Linked DNA regions of Rattus norvegicus: region 1 is linked to region 2. The links are chromatin contacts, called in public Hi-C maps. All regions are on one chromosome and are shown on one strand. Each heading gives the region's core, a stretch centred on a gene start, on an enhancer-like site or on the middle of the called end of the contact. The rest is flanking DNA. Distances are from core to core; before and after follow the strand shown. Region 1 overlaps Col4a3 (collagen type IV alpha 3 chain). Region 2 overlaps Col4a4 (collagen type IV alpha 4 chain).

What was found. A called contact is a pair of places that touch in the nucleus more often than the background predicts.
Region 1: a contact with region 2 is called in a Hi-C map of kidney, with 6 times the contacts expected there. The contact joins two enhancer-like sites. A contact is called at or near these places in 4 of 12 Hi-C or Micro-C datasets (the A7r5 cell line, hepatocytes, kidney and 1 more).

Annotation. Positions count from the first base shown.
Region 1 is chr9:91,371,198-91,374,439 of GRCr8, reverse strand. The region is part of intron 1 of Col4a3 (collagen type IV alpha 3 chain); the gene reads right to left. Among named protein-coding and RNA genes, the nearest start is that of Col4a3, 49 kb to the right of the region's middle. Within about 2 kb of position 1,584, at least 29 of the 93 cell types and tissues checked have an H3K27ac peak or open chromatin away from gene starts, as enhancers often do. A contact at or near this core is called in kidney, where this site is marked.
Region 2 is chr9:91,315,110-91,318,459 of GRCr8, reverse strand. The region is part of intron 1 of Col4a4 (collagen type IV alpha 4 chain); the gene reads left to right. LOC120094721 (a long non-coding RNA gene) reads right to left here. Exons shown (of 3, transcript XR_005489243.2): 3 at 2,077-3,350. Among named protein-coding and RNA genes, the nearest start is that of Col4a4, 6.8 kb to the left of the region's middle. Within about 2 kb of position 2,024, at least 17 of the 93 cell types and tissues checked have an H3K27ac peak or open chromatin away from gene starts, as enhancers often do. A contact at or near this core is called in kidney, where this site is marked.

The DNA.
Region 1 (3,242 bases), core at 335-2,834, 56 kb before region 2:
CAATTGCCAAACGCTTCCTAGTTGCCTTGCTTGAAGAGGAAAGCATGTCTCGGGGCCCTGTAGCAATTAATGAACAAAGAGCAAGGAAAGGTCTATGGGAAGGTTTGGAGGGAGGAAAGTGAGGCGAGAGATGATATAGTTATGTTACGATCTCAAAGAATAAAAGGAGAAAAGATCCGCCTCGTGGTGGTTTGCATTGAGGAAAACGGATCAGTCAAAGGCTGCCGCAGATGGCTGTGCGCTCAGTAAGGATTCAGGCATTGGGGACTTCCCCTCTCTCTGTTCAACACAAGACTCTGTGCCAAAGGACAGCCACGTGACTGTCTGGTCTTATCCTCAGTCGGTCTTAACTTGCCATGTTCCTTCCAGACATTTCCTCCCGAGTTTATCCAGTGCCAGAGCACTGGCCTTGACTTCCAGAATAAAGATGAGACTGAAAATTCTTTGTTAATTCCACAACTGAATTACAGCGTCTGCCAGCAGGACCCGTAGAGCGCACCAAGTATGTTAGTTGATTAGCCACCTATGACTTCTACATGATACTATAAAATTTTATCTATTTAATAAAATGCTCGATAGAAATCTCTGTGCTAACATATGTAACAGGTGTACACCTTAGTCCTCACGTGGGACCGCTAACAGCAGGAGCAGCGCCTGTCTCTGACTCCATTGCCTGCCTTTGGCTCCCTTTCCCCTAACTGGACAACCTTGTCTAGCCTCAATAGAAGAAGAGGCTCTTAGCCCTACTACAACTTGATATGCCTTCTACAATTTGATATGCCAAGTGGGAATCTTGACATCCATGGGAGGTCTCCTCTTCTCTGAGGAGAAAAGGAGGCGGGGCATAGAGTGAAGGGCTGATGAGAAGGAGGGACTGGAAGGAGAGAGGGAGGGGAAGCTCTGATTGAGATGTAAAATAAATAAATTAATTAATAAAAGAGAAATCTCTGTGGTATTCAACGCTCATGCTGATTGGTGGCAAAGCACACGGACAATATACAAGAGGCAATTGCTTCTCGGCTATTGTGCAGGCAGCTTGGATGGTCTCTGTTTCGACCCCCACTCACAGCGTTCACCTATGGATGGTTGAGTGGTTAAGAGTGCATGCTGCTCGTCCAGAGGATTCGAGTTCTCTGTCCAGCATCCATGCTGGGCAGCTCACAACCACTCAGAACTCTAGCTCCAGGAGACCCACTACTCTCTTCAGTCTTCTGCCAGCACGGCATAGCATGTGGTGCTCACCCACACAGTCATACACGTAAGGGACAAAATAATAAACAAGAGATCTAATGAGCCGCATACATTCTTACTGTTAATTGAAAGGCCCTTAACACATATATTTTTACTTTTCATGAATAGAAAAGAATTTTCAGACCATCGTCCTCCTAGTCTCTGAACACGGCATGCCTCATTTTCTGCTGGCTCGTGATATGGAGGTGGCCTCTGTCTCTCTGAGCATCCAGCTACCCTGGGTCAGTGGGAGGGGAAGTTGGCATCTTCGAAGCTGATTCACACTCTACTGAGCAGGGCTGTTGAGTCTGCATTAAAATTATTGACCCTGCCCAGTCTCTGAGCCCGGCCAATGGCCGGAGGCAACGGGGTTTGTATGTGAAAAGAAGAGCTGAGGAAGTGCAAGCCAAGCGGTGCCAGACAGGCCCCCGCCAGCTGTTCTCTGCAATGTGGCCTCCGCCCAGTGACCCGGAGCCTTGGCAGCTTGCCCTTGGGTAAAGAAGGACCTAGAGAGTGGCTGCCTGTCCCGCCCACAGCCATCACCACTGAAGCCGCCCCTCTTCCCATCTTTCAGCTCCTGCCCAGGGAGATAGCTCTAGTCTAGACAGCTAACCCAGGCACCCGCTTCGGATTTTCTGGTTGACAGCAAGAGTGCAGATGACTGATTCTGACAAAGAAGGTAGCTATCTGAGTTCACCCGTGTGTTTGGAAAACAAACACTTTGGTAAAAACATGTTCGTCCTGCCTTCCTTGTTGCTAGGGAGTGAGGTGTGTGTTGTTACTACAGACTCCAGCTTCTCTTTCCCCTAAAAGTTATAAGATTTTTTTTTAAGTTTCAATTTTTAAAAATTTCTAACTAGCATACATTTTGCAGTGATTTTTTTTAAATCAAACGTCTTTGTTGATTCCGTGTCCCTTCCTCCCTGTCCTCTGTCACCTCCCTCTCCTAGTACTGCTCTGTCTACTCCTACCCACCCCCCACTTTCTGCTCTCACATCTCCTGTACCCTATAGGTCTCACCATTTTCCCCAAATCTCTTCTCCTGAGCTCCTTCCTAGTTTCATGGTTTATGTCCATATCCCACACACACACACACACACACACACACACACACACACACACACACACACTTGCATTCAGGCTTATGAACAATATCAACTCAGGTCTACATATGAGAGAAAACAGTAGATGCTTTTCTTTCTGAGCCTGTTGCTTTGGTTAATAGAATGCTTTCTAGATCCATCCTTTTTCCTGCCATTTTCATGATTTCAATGTTCTACACAGATGAATATAATCCCTTTGTGCAATGCAAGATGATTCCGATGTGCGCCACCCTGTCAGGGTCCGTCCCTCTTTTCTATTTCCTTGGTATCTCAAGCTGTGCAGCCGTAGACACGGATCTGCAAGCCCACGTGTGGTAGGACATGCAATCTTTGCAGTATACACTCTGAATTGGCATGGGTAGGTCTTCCTTACCGTAGTTCTGTTTTTAATTGTTGACAAACCTCTGTGCCGATCTCCATAATGGTTAAACTAGTTGAAATTCTTCCCATGTTTGCATCAGTGACTGTCACTGGATTTCTTGATCTTAGGCACTCTTGGTGGGCGAGCAGAATCTGTAGTACAACGTGTCAGATGTTTCTTTCTCATTTTCCTTAGCCTAGAGAAAGTCTCACTGGCCAATCCAGGTTAGTCTAGGGGTCCATCATTCTGCTTTCTCTCTCCTCCTTAGTTCTCCTTGTGAAATTCTGTGGGCTTTATCATCTGTTAGAGTTTTTTTTTTTTCTTAAGAGGTAAAAGAAAGGTACTATTAGGTCCATTAAAAGAAAATCTATCATGTTACTGACAATGTTTTCAGGAATCAGTAAATCCTCACGAAACAAAAACAAAAACAAAAACCAAAAACAACAAAACCTCCTTGAATGCACCAAGCAGTAGAAAATCCAAACTCAGAATTGGATTTCTGGGGATCCTGGTTCCTTAGCTTTTTCAGAAAATACTTTAAACAATGC
Region 2 (3,350 bases), core at 775-3,274:
GGCATGCCACAGTGCCTGTCTGGAGCTCAAGAACAAGTTGCTAAATGTTCTCTTCTTCCACTCTGTGGGTTCCAGAGACTAAGCTCAGACCATCAGACTTAGTGGACAGCTCATTTCATCTACCCGGTGAGTCTTCTTCATCTCTGAAGCCCAGGTTTGAGGTACGCCCTTGAATCTCTTGTTACATCCCTGAGTGGCACAGCCATACAGTGTGGAGTGTTGTGCCAGGTCCTGTCTTTAAGGAAGAGATATGATTGGGGATTCCAGACCCCTAGGGATCAACTCCCACAGGAAGCCAGGCTGACCTAGAGGCTGGGCAGAAGGCAGGATATAGCCATGGGAAAGTCGATAGTGGAGTTCCTAGGAAAGAAAAGACCTCGTGGGAGCCCAGTCCCTCTTCTCCAACATAAAGCTTTCCTGCTGTCTCCCAGATGGACACTCTGCCCACCTCAGCATCTGCCTTACCTTAGAGTTCATTTGGAGACTTCTTATGAAATCTTTCTTTTTGCTTAAACACTTAAATATGGACGTCCCCTCTCTCTTCTTCGGAGAGAGAGCCCCTTTGACCTCCAGAACATGCAGATTTCTAGGCTTCCAAATGCAAAAGCCTGTACAGGAAGACCCTAGCTTTCTGAGATTCAGAGGGAACAGTGTGTTCTTGTGACCTTGAGCCACTCCATTTATCATTGATTTTCTGTGCTCCTGAAGTCTTTCTTCCCAGAGATCGACTTCCTGAAACACTTTCAGGGACCATATGAAGTCTGCACAGAGCACACAGGCCTAGAACTTACTGTACGTTTAGCCTCAGTCAGTCCCGATCATGTTATTTGTTTTTGTGGGGTAGATGGGAGTGACGATGGTGGAGAAATGGAAGAGGGGAAGGAAAGGTGGAGGGAGAAGAAGGATAAAGAGGAGAAAGTGGTGCAGCGAGTAAGAGAAGACAGGCGTGAGAGCAGTCTCACCCTGACCCTTACCAAGTCTTCTCTTTGTATTTTCAGGATGAGCTATTTCTGTAATATTTCAGCATGAGCTAACTCTGTAATCCTACCTAGAAGTATCCCACAGTATGCTTTCTTGTTCCACACTCACTGAAGAGTCACCCCTCTGAATGATTACCTTTCCTTGATGTTTGAAAAGTTCCTCACCCCCACCCGCAGCACAGACATACAGACTCAACTCTGTAGCAGATAGAGGCAGGAGGACCACATGATCTCAGGAGTTTGAGATCAACTTGGATATAATAACAATATCCCATCTCTTACCAACCAACCAACTAACTAGCCAACTAACTAACTAAATAAATAACTACCTAACTAACCAACCAGCTACCCAACTCCCCATTCTCCATCTAAAAGCAACTGTACCCCCAGATCTTCCTTTTCCTTAAATCCAATAATTTTTTATTCTGCCTCCACATTCTATTTTTATACCCAACATATTGGGAAGTTGTTTTTGTTTTGTGGTGGTGGTAGTGTGTGTGTGTGTGTGTGTGTGTGTGTGTGTGTGTGTGTGTGTGTGTTTTGTGGGTTTGTTTTGGTGGTGATAGATTGTGTGTGAGTGTGTGTGTGGAGTTGGTCTCTATTACAAATTAGGAAGGAAAGAAGGGAGTAAAGAAGGAAGGGATAAAGGAAGGGAAAGAGGAAGGAAGAGAGTGGGGGACAGTTACTGAATCAAGCACTGCCCAGGGCACTGACTGATTCAGACTCACTTTGAGCCCCTCAGATATCTGTATTCCACCCTGAGAAATCCTGAACCCAAGGGAATTACAGACTTGCACAGTAATACTATGAACATTTTAATTACATAACACATTGACCATCTGTAGTAATGAATATCTGAACCACAGCCTTTATACAGTCATCTCCTGACTAGGTGAGTGCACGATCGATCGGTAGGCTGGCCTGCAGGGAAGCAGACTTTCTCTACTCAGGAACCACAGAGGCTTTCCACTGCCCGGAGGGATAGCCCTGCCCAAGCAATCAGCTGATGTTATTGCCGGAAGCTCATTCCAAAGGCAGAGCTCAGAAGCCTAAAAGGTCCAGGGAGCTGAGATCAACATAGTGCCAGGGCCAGGGAGAAATAGACAAGGGAAAGCCGGAGTGTAGCACTTTCAGCAACACATCTGAGAGCATTAGGAACTAAGATGCCACCCTGAACTTCGAGGTAGGAAGCCAGTGTGACTTTGAAGGCTAGCCCTGCACTTTTATAGCACGTATCGTATTGTTTTTAGATGTGACATTATTGTGGTTACTGTCAAGTTTTCTGTTGATACTGGGAGGAGACCTCAGAAAGGAAGTGATAATAGAAACCCATGTTGCCAAACTAGTGGGTGAGCTGAGATAGGGAGCCCTTGGCTCTGGCTTACCAGACCCAACTTCCAGTGTCATTTGAGGACTGCAGCATTTATACACTCCAACCAGGTCTATGGGGTAGGAGAGGTGGGGTGGGCTGGCTCCAGGCCAGGGGCATTCTGTTCCAGCTGGAATGTAGATAGCTCTCAAGAATGTACTTGAGCACTTGTCAAGTTTTCCCCTCTCAGAGAACAAGAAGCTGCAGCCACATTCCGAGGGTCTTTGGACCACACAGATTCATGACCCGCATGAAAAATCTTGTGTGCAATGAGGTCAACTGTGATTTTTTTTTTTTGCTAAAGAACTCAAATAAACCTTTTCGTGTGTGTGTGTGTGTGTGTGTGTGTGTGTGTGTGTGTGTGTGTTTTCTTGGAGTAAAGTCAGCTTAAATAGATGAGATTAATGGGACTGGATGGAGCTCATTATACTAAGCAAAATAAGCCAGACAGGAACACTCATGCCATGCTCTACCACACTCGTGTACGGCATCTGAAAGAAGTGGATTTCACAGATGTTTGAGGCAGAAAGTGGGGGTCGGGAAAGTCGAGAGACAATGAGATGATGGAAAGAGGCTGGTCAGTGGGTGGTAGGTCCTAGGTGACAAGAGTGAGACGTTCTGAGTGACAGGAGAGAGCCATACCCTGTTTGTTTAGAAACACGACAATGCAGGCTGACAGGAGCCTGATCTAGTTGTCCCTGAGAGGCTCTGCCAGATTATGACAAATACAGAGGTGGATGCTCGCAGCCAACCACTGGACTGAGAATGGGGTTGCCAGTGGAGGAGTTAGAGAAAGGACTGAAGGAGCTGAAGGGGTTTGTGACCCCATAACAACAACAACAATATCAACCAATCAGACCCCCACAGAGCTCCCCAGGACTAAACCACCATCCCAAGAGTACATAGGGATGGTCCTATGGCTCCATCCACATATGTAGCAGAGGATGGCCTTGTCGGGCATCAATGGGAGGAGAGGCCCTTGGTCCTGCCAAGGCTCAATG